Regions from separate parts of the Sus scrofa genome. Here regions 1 and 2 are each linked to region 3. A link is a contact called in public HiChIP or PLAC-seq data. All regions are on one chromosome and are shown on one strand. Each heading gives the region's core, a stretch centred on a gene start, on an enhancer-like site or on the middle of the called end of the contact. The rest is flanking DNA. Distances are from core to core; before and after follow the strand shown.

What was found. HiChIP or PLAC-seq counts read pairs in DNA pulled down with a chosen protein or histone mark.
Region 1: a contact with region 3 is called in an H3K27ac HiChIP or PLAC-seq map of alveolar macrophages. The contact joins two enhancer-like sites. A contact is called at or near these places in 11 of 47 Hi-C or Micro-C datasets (embryonic fibroblasts, fetal skeletal muscle, heart right ventricle and 5 more) and 1 of 2 datasets of contacts at active chromatin or transcription factors (alveolar macrophages).
Region 2: a contact with region 3 is called in an H3K27ac HiChIP or PLAC-seq map of alveolar macrophages. The contact joins two enhancer-like sites. A contact is called at or near these places in 1 of 47 Hi-C or Micro-C datasets (fetal heart ventricle) and 1 of 2 datasets of contacts at active chromatin or transcription factors (alveolar macrophages).

The regions. Positions count from the first base shown.
Region 1 is chr16:30,409,935-30,412,634 of Sscrofa11.1, forward strand. The region is part of intron 8 of PARP8 (poly [ADP-ribose] polymerase 8); the gene reads left to right. Among named protein-coding and RNA genes, the nearest start is that of PARP8, 110 kb to the left of the region's middle. Within about 2 kb of position 1,382, at least 4 of the 83 cell types and tissues checked have an H3K27ac peak or open chromatin away from gene starts, as enhancers often do. A contact at or near this core is called in alveolar macrophages, where this site is marked.
Region 2 is chr16:30,370,661-30,373,360 of Sscrofa11.1, forward strand. The region is part of intron 3 of PARP8 (poly [ADP-ribose] polymerase 8); the gene reads left to right. Among named protein-coding and RNA genes, the nearest start is that of PARP8, 67 kb to the left of the region's middle. Within about 2 kb of position 1,336, at least 12 of the 83 cell types and tissues checked have an H3K27ac peak or open chromatin away from gene starts, as enhancers often do. A contact at or near this core is called in alveolar macrophages, where this site is marked.
Region 3 is chr16:30,224,754-30,227,453 of Sscrofa11.1, forward strand. No RefSeq gene overlaps it. Among named protein-coding and RNA genes, the nearest start is that of EMB, 56 kb to the left of the region's middle. Within about 2 kb of position 1,313, at least 1 of the 83 cell types and tissues checked has an H3K27ac peak or open chromatin away from gene starts, as enhancers often do. A contact at or near this core is called in alveolar macrophages, where this site is marked.

The DNA of each region.
Region 1 (2,700 bases), core at 132-2,631, 190 kb after region 3:
AGTAGTCCAAAACAATGACTTTTTTTTTTTTTCTGTCCTTTTTTTTAGGGCCGCACCTGTGGCATATGGAGGTTCCCAGGCTAGGGGTCCAATCGGAACTGTAGCTGCTGGCCTATGCCAGAGCCACAGCAATGACAAATCTGAGCCACGTCTTCAACCTCCACCACAGTTCACGGCAGCAATGCTGGATCCTTAACCCATTGAGTGAGGCCAGGTGCTGAACCCGCAACCTCACGGTTCCTAGTTGGATTCGTTTGTGCTGTGCCACGACGGGAACTCCAATGACTGATTTTTTAACTTGAGTTGAACTTTGCTCAAAAGCTTAAAACTTTAATTGCAGTAATTTAACCTCCTTCCTCATGAAAGAAAAAAATTTGTGGGATATAATTAATCATTACATGCCAGATAGAATTCAACTGCTTTTTATTTGAAATACCTATTTTTGTTTGGAGGATCACTTTAGCATACATTGATTTTTTTTTTAACACATATTTCCTGATATCTAGGCCTCAGTCATACCATCATATATATTTGAATATTTTTTGTTTCTTCAGCAAGCATATATTAAAGTACTTATATTCTTCTCTATTAGTATTTTATGTTATTAATAAAATACTGATCATTTATGGACTGTTCAAATTAGATCAATATTTGGACTTTTATTCAAGTGAAGTCTCAAAAGTCATAAATGGTCTGGATTTTTCCCCCCTTGCCTCTTTCACTTATAAGTTTTGGCTCAATTTAAGTCTTAATTAATGCAAACCATGTTCTTGCGTGGTCTAGATTTTCTCTAACTATAGAGGATGTTCCCAGAATAAATAACTTCCCAGAAGCCTCATGATCTAAAGGTGAATAACAGCAGAACCAGTTTGATTTACTTAAATAAGAATGAATTTACTGTCTGGTCTCAAATACTGTGGCTTGGACACATGGGAGAGAGCGGTTAGGCCTGAGGTCTTGGAGTCATCTTCTTTGCAAAGTTCCAAGTCTATTGGAAACAGACTGTTCTAATTAGGTGTTCTTTTACTTAATTGAGGTTTATAAGAACTTAATGGAGTTTGAAGAACAAAAGTACCTCAATATGCATAATGGGCTATTTGGTATCTTCTTTTTTATGTGACATCTAATGAGAAAGGCAGCTAACCACATCTACATTTTCTGTAAGAGATGGAAATAACAGAGATTGCCTCCATTGAGGCAAAACCCTCCTAAAGTAGGTTGAAGGAAGATATAGAAAAAGTGACCAATAATAAATTTATTATCTAAGTAGGTAATTTTAGCTCTACCTGGCCAAGTCATTCTAAAGAAGCATTCTAGCTGAGTTGAACCATACTAATAAATACTGATGACAGTTCTGATTCATAGGCTCTCGTACAGGAAGTGAGTTAGTCTCTGGGGGAACATTATTAACCCTCTGATCAGTCTGAATATGTCTCATCTTGAATCATGCAACAAAATGAGGTTATGTTTTTCATCATAAATTTGCTCCTACATCATGTATTTATTTTAAAAAAATGATCAGTGCCATTGAAAGCAACTTGAGATTAATATTTTTAGAAAGGTAGGAAATTACAAGTCACAAAATTCCCATCTGGGCAGGCATGAAATGATTCTGGTCATTTGCTTATGATGTTTCAAACTTTGACCCCAAATAAAGTATCCTTTGCTTTATGGTCATGCCATCATCCATTTAAAAAAATTGAAGGCATATGAGTAATAGTCTAACCTTTTTATTGTGACTAATGCTTAAAATAGGTTGGAAGATTACAAGATTGTGACTCTTCTACATTTTGATTACCTTTTTGGTGGTTGGATGATTATAATTTTGAAGTTGATGCTTTGTAGGTCAGGGCATGCTGAAGATTCCTTAAGGTTTGAGGAAGCTATGCTACTGTATCTAGGCCCATAACCCCAACATATGTCTCCTTGAAAAGAAAAAGAGAGAGAGGCCACATACATCAGGGTGGACCAGTTCACTTCCTCTGGATTTCTGGATTTCCATTAGTAGTGGGTCAATAGGACTACTCAACAGATCTTCTGGCTCTCCTCTCCTGACATGTGCCAGGACTATATTTTCATACCGCTTATGTTAGCAGTGGACATACAACTAGTGTTGGCATAAGTGCTGGTGTGGGGGTTCCCATATCCTCAGGACGCCATGACTCGGGGCTCCTCAGAGACAATGAGTAGCTTTCTCTCTCTCCTCTGATTCCATAGTAACCAGGGGGTGTGAGTGACATAAGAATCCTTTTTTTTTTTTTTTTTTCCTGTTAAACCAGTGAGATTTTGAGAATGCTTGTTACTACAGCATCATTTCATCTAACTGACCTGTCAGAAGATCTTGGATTGGATGTTTATAATGTCCTCTCTAGCATATTGCTGCTCCTGCTTCTGCTTCTGGAGCCTAGGCAAAACAGTCTGATCAGACTCTGAAAACCAGAAAAAAGTGATGACAGGAGGCATACAGATGGAAGAAACAAAGAGGAGACTATTTTTCAAAACCATAAAATCTAGATGGAGGAGTTCCCGTTGTGGCTCAGTGATTAACGAATCTGACTAGGAACCATGAAGTTGCAGGTTCAATCCCTGGCCTTACTCAGTGGGTTGGGGATCTGATGTTGCTGTGAGCTGTGGTGTAGGTCGCAGACACAGCTCGAATCCCGCATTGCTGTGACTCTAGAGTAGGCTGGCAGCTACAGC
Region 2 (2,700 bases), core at 86-2,585, 150 kb after region 3:
ACCCCTTTTATAAATTTATTTTTACTGATTTGAGTACCTAAGATTTGATTTCACAATCTGAGAGGGGAGGCTATTTTTTTTCTCACTTAACCACACTGATTAGCATCAGTAACCACTGTAAAGCATATTATATATTGCCAATGATGTATAAATTAAAAAAAAAAAAATCCCCTGGGGGAGTTCCCCCTGTGGCTCAGTGGGTTAAGAACCCAACATTGTCTCCGTGAGGATTTGAGTTTGTTTTTTTGTTTTTTTGTTTTTTTTTGTCTTTTTGCTATTTCTTTGGGCCACTCCCGCGGCATATGGAGGTTCCCAGGCTAGGGGTCGAATCGGAGCTGTAGCCGCTGGCCTACGCCAGAGCCACAGCAACTCGGGATCCGAGCCGCGTCTGCAACCTACACCACAGCTCACGGCAACGCCGGATCGTTAACCCACTGAGCAGGGGCAGGGATCAAACCCGCAACTTCATGGTTCCTAGTCGGATTCGTTAACCGCTGTGCCACGACGGGAACTCCAGGATTTGAGTTTGATCTCTGGTCTCGCTTAGTGGGTTTAGGATCCCTCGTTGCCACAAGCTTGCAAGGCTGTAGCATAGACCAGTGGCTGCTGGTGTGATTCGACACCTAATCCATATGACACAGGTACAGCAGTAAAAAGAAAAAAAAAATTAAAAATAAAAATAAAAAATCCCCTAAGAACAAATCTCCATTTAAGGAAGTTCGCGTGGATGCACAGTGATGGTTGAGAAAGTTCCCTCTGCCCAGTGCAGGAAAACTTACAAGGGAGCTGTTTGCACACCAGTCTCAGGAGCCCTTGCTGGGTCCTGAATATTCTCCGAGAAGGGCAGTACCGCTGAGGTCCTGTTGTTCAGGCTAGTCATGTGCGAGAACAAGAGGCACCGATCAGTCCTCTTGTGTGGACAGATCATCTCTGTCCCCATGCCATAGATCTGTCGTAGAAGGCAGAAGACAGGCCATTCTGCTTGCCCCAAAGGCAAGACTCCTTTATGTGGAGGGGGAAGGTAGAGGTAAACAGGAGAGGGAGGGAATTCACATCTTAGAATATTACATCTCTGTTTCTGTTATTAATTTCTTTCTGTGGAAACAAGCAGAAGAGTATGCCATTGGGAACTGCTCTCCATTTTAAAAACAAAGGAATCCCATGCTATGGTAAGGATGATGTTTATAGTCATAACTGAAAATGACTCAGATTTCTCAGGGCCTTTTAAGGTTGTAAGAGAAACACAGGCACTTTGTGGTAGTGCTGTGTGAGTGACAGGGCATGGTTCTGTTAATGGTTTTGGTAATCATGTTATCCTTAGCTCCCTATCAGCAGGGCTGTAGTATTTCTATGACCACTTCCCCCTTTCGTAATGAACATTTGCACGACTTCCTGGTACAGAGAGCTGTAGGCCCATTCGGACTCACATATTGTGAGTCAGCTCTGGCTCTGGTGTGCCACATACTCCCTTCTGTTGGAGTTTGCCCAGTCCCCGCACCTGCTGCTGCTGCTGCTGCTTCCCACCAGGCTTGGCTTCCTCTGGAAAAGAGGGCTAAAGCTCCAGTCGTAGCCCTCTTTTTGTGTTGTTTTTCTTGGTGCAGAGACTGTGTCAAGTGTTTTGATCAAAGTTATTGCAACAGTAGATATGGACAGTACTTTTAAAAAGTAAAATACTTCAGGTAATCAACATTACTTGCAGGCTTGCATTCAGTTTTCAGCAAAGTGTTTTAAGGTGGATTATGATTTGCATCTTCTGCTGTGCCTGGGGCTACAGGTACTACAGGAACACAGAGGGATAAAATGCAATTTCTGCCCATGAAGAGATCTGGGTTCTACAATTCATTTGGAAGTTAAAGGCTAGAAAATGAACATCTTGAAGAATGATGAGATGCATTTAAATTCCTCCAGTCCTTTCTGTTGGCCCATCTACAGATTTCTGCTCAGTTGTCACTTTGTCCAAGAAACTCTCCCCCTGCCCCCCCTGCACTGTGAACAAATCACAGGCCCTTGTTTCATACTCTAGTTTATTGTGTAGTCTTCCCTTCAGATCATTTGTCATAACTGTATTTTTCATTTATTTGGATGATATTTTCATTGTGTTTTCCTTTGATGGACTAGAAACTTCCCATGTCCAAGGGTCCTGTCTATTTTAATACAGCTGTGTTGGCACAGAGTAGGTCTTCAGTAGCCATTTACTCTATTCTTGCTTGAATGGATGTTGAGTTCTGACTATTAATAACTGATGAGAACCAATTTTTGAATTCAGTTTCTTAATACTTCTTTTCACTCTGAAGGTGAATGTCATTTCTCTCAAGGACTTAATATTTGTTGTATTTATAAAGCCTCTCATGTGTGCTTTTAGAAGTTCTCTTTTGTTTTGTAGTATTTTCAGTCACAATGGAAGAATCACTTTGAATTGCTTCCTCAGAGTCATGTCTGTGATTGTTGGAGTGGGTTAAGATATTTGTATATATTATTTAAGTGAGTGCATATCTGAGAAGGAAAGTCTTGGGACTGGAGCTGGGCAGATGTGACTGTCGTCCGCATTCATTAGTTTTGTGTCATTTTTCTAGGTGGAAATATGGCTTCTATCTTAAGTATTTTCCTTTAAATTCTAATGAGTATTTCTAAAGCTGTCACTTTGTTGCCTTTGTGAAATGACAACATCCAGTGAAGAGGCTTCATTGATACTTGCAGTTT
Region 3 (2,700 bases), core at 63-2,562:
GGGATCCCACATTGCTGTGGCTGTGGTGTAGGCTGGCAGCTGCAGCTCTGGGAACTTCCATATGCTGCAGGTAGTGTAATCCTAAAAAAAAAAAGAGCAAAAAGAAAAAATATAGGTCAGAAGAATCTTTCCTTAAGCATGTGTCTCTTCTAACATTTGACCTTGAAGTCTATCTAATCTTTTCTTAAGCAGAACAAAGTTATTAGTTGGCATTACCATGAAATTACCTGCTAAAGTGCTAGTAGTCTATTAGGTTTTCTGATGTTTTGCTTGTTTTCTTTTTTGTTTTAATCTTTGCCTTGGTTTGATTATCTTAGCCTCTTGAGAAAACTGTTTCTTCATGTATGCTTTCAAATTTCTGACTTGTGTTTTATTATGTTCTCTTATAATCTTTTTGTTGTTGTCTTTTTGCCTTTTCTAGGGCCGCTCCAGCGGCATATGGAGGTTCCCAGGCTAGGGGTCTAACTGGAGCTGTAGCCACCAGCCTACGCCAGAGCCACAGCAACGTGGATCTGAGCCGTGTCTGCGACCTACACCACAGCTCATGGCAATCCTGGATTCTTAGCCCTGAGAAAGTGCGGGGATCGAACCTGCAACCTCATGGTTCCAACCTCATGGTTCCTAGTCGGAGTCACTAACCACTGCGCCACAACGGGAACTCCATGTTCTCTTATAATCTTTAATATAGCTTTAGTTTATGTCTCTATTTTCATTTTTAGCAAAAATTCCTAACTTCATTTGCAATGTGCAATAAAAATAATTGCTTTGGTCATATATTAGAACATATTAGTCTCTTCCAATTGTATCACTGACCCTCTGATCTTAAAATTTTAAGTTTCCACCATTTTTTAAATTATAAATGTGATTATTGAGACTACTTTCTTATTGAATGTTTGAAGAGCTTCAGATGGAAAGATTTGGTAATAAAGAAGTTTCACTTTTGATTCATAAAAAGTGTGGATTTCCTCCCAGAAGAGTAAAATTTCTGAAAGCATTGTTTGTTTTTAATCAATAATCATTTTTCTTTGTAACAATGTATTTATAATTGCTTGTAACTATGATTGTGTTATTTTCTTTATTGGATTTCCCAATTTCCAAATGGTTTTTCTTTGACATCTATGAGAGGAATGACTCATGAAGCTCCCACCTTAAGAGGACATAATTGTTCTGGGCAAGAGGAATAAAAGTGAGAGAGTGGGTCAAAGATTAAGAGGAGAAAATGAGCACATCAATTTTGTTAAGCAAAGAGCTCCTCAGAATAGTTCTGAAAGCCTCGCTAGATCCACAGTTTGGGGCTCAGTGGAAAAATGACACTAGGAAAGTCCCCAGGGAATGAAGCAAGAGGGGGAGGAGAACAAAAAGGAGAAGAGGAAGAAGGGGAAAATAGAGAAGTAATTGATGATTTCATGTAAATTCTTGAATTGTATTACAGAATTTCTTTCAGTTGTTCAGGATTTGTCTTATAATGAATGCAATCTTAATTTGGACAAAAGGATAGCTTTGTAATTCACAAGTAAGGGGAAAGACATCGTACTTCACCTACTCAGAATTGTTCTTGGCATGAAGAACAGGCAGCATAGAAACTGTGGCAAGTATGGAAGCCATTGTGCATCAATAGGCTTTGCCATTGAGCTTTTACTTTGCTTTATTTTTTGTTAATAGAGAACCTACTGGCTCTAAATGTGTGTGTGTGTGTGTGTGTACACCTTGAATGCAAATTAGGATGCCTTTGAATTTGAAATAAAGAATAGTGCTGACATTGTGACAGACTACTCATTTTATGCTTTTATAACTACCCTCAAGTAAGCATTTGAAACACTTTGCAATCTCAACGTATTATTAAATAGTCAGGTTGATGCAACGTATTTTAAAATAGTTTGACATTTCTAACGATTTGGACTTGAGCTCTAGGCTTTAACACAAATTACTTGGACATTGAGGTGATCTATGCTTGTCTCCCAATACACTGTCTGGAGCAACTGTACAAAAATATAAATCTTATTTCACTTCCCAGCTTAAATCCTCTAACAGTTACCCAAGGCCAAACTCCTTAACAAAACACTAATGGTGCCTGAAAGAAAGGTCCAGGCTCATGGTTCTCCATGCTCCCTTCGTGCCAACTGCAATGATCATGTTCTAGATCTTCCAAAGTTCCATAGTCCACAGGTCGTCGACACCTTTGTGTTGCCTGCTTTGTGCTGAAATGTGAAATGGGCCCATCCATCCTTCCATCCATTCCATTGCATAAATCTTGCTTTATGTATGAACTCAAAATTGACTCCCTGGACTCCCAGATTAGATCAAGTCCCTCTGTGACATGCTCATCTAGGGCCCAATATTTTCTTTTGTACCACTTGTCACAGTTTAATAATGAGTGAAGATAAAATTAATAACCTCTGTTATACATTACACTCTGAAGTACATGAGTACAAATAGACCTTATCGATTTTACTCACCATATTATCCTCACAAACTAGCACTGTACTTAGGAAGGAGTAGGTGTCCAAGAACTATTTCTGATTGAATGAATGAATACCTGGCATGATAGTTGTAACTTTTTAAATATATATGGGTGAAAAATAAATATATTCTAATCACCAATAAATAGAAGAACCGTCGTTTTGTAATGTATGTAGGTGAATTCAGATATTTTCAAGAGTCCTATCATGTTCACACTGGACATAAGTTTAATTTTTCTGA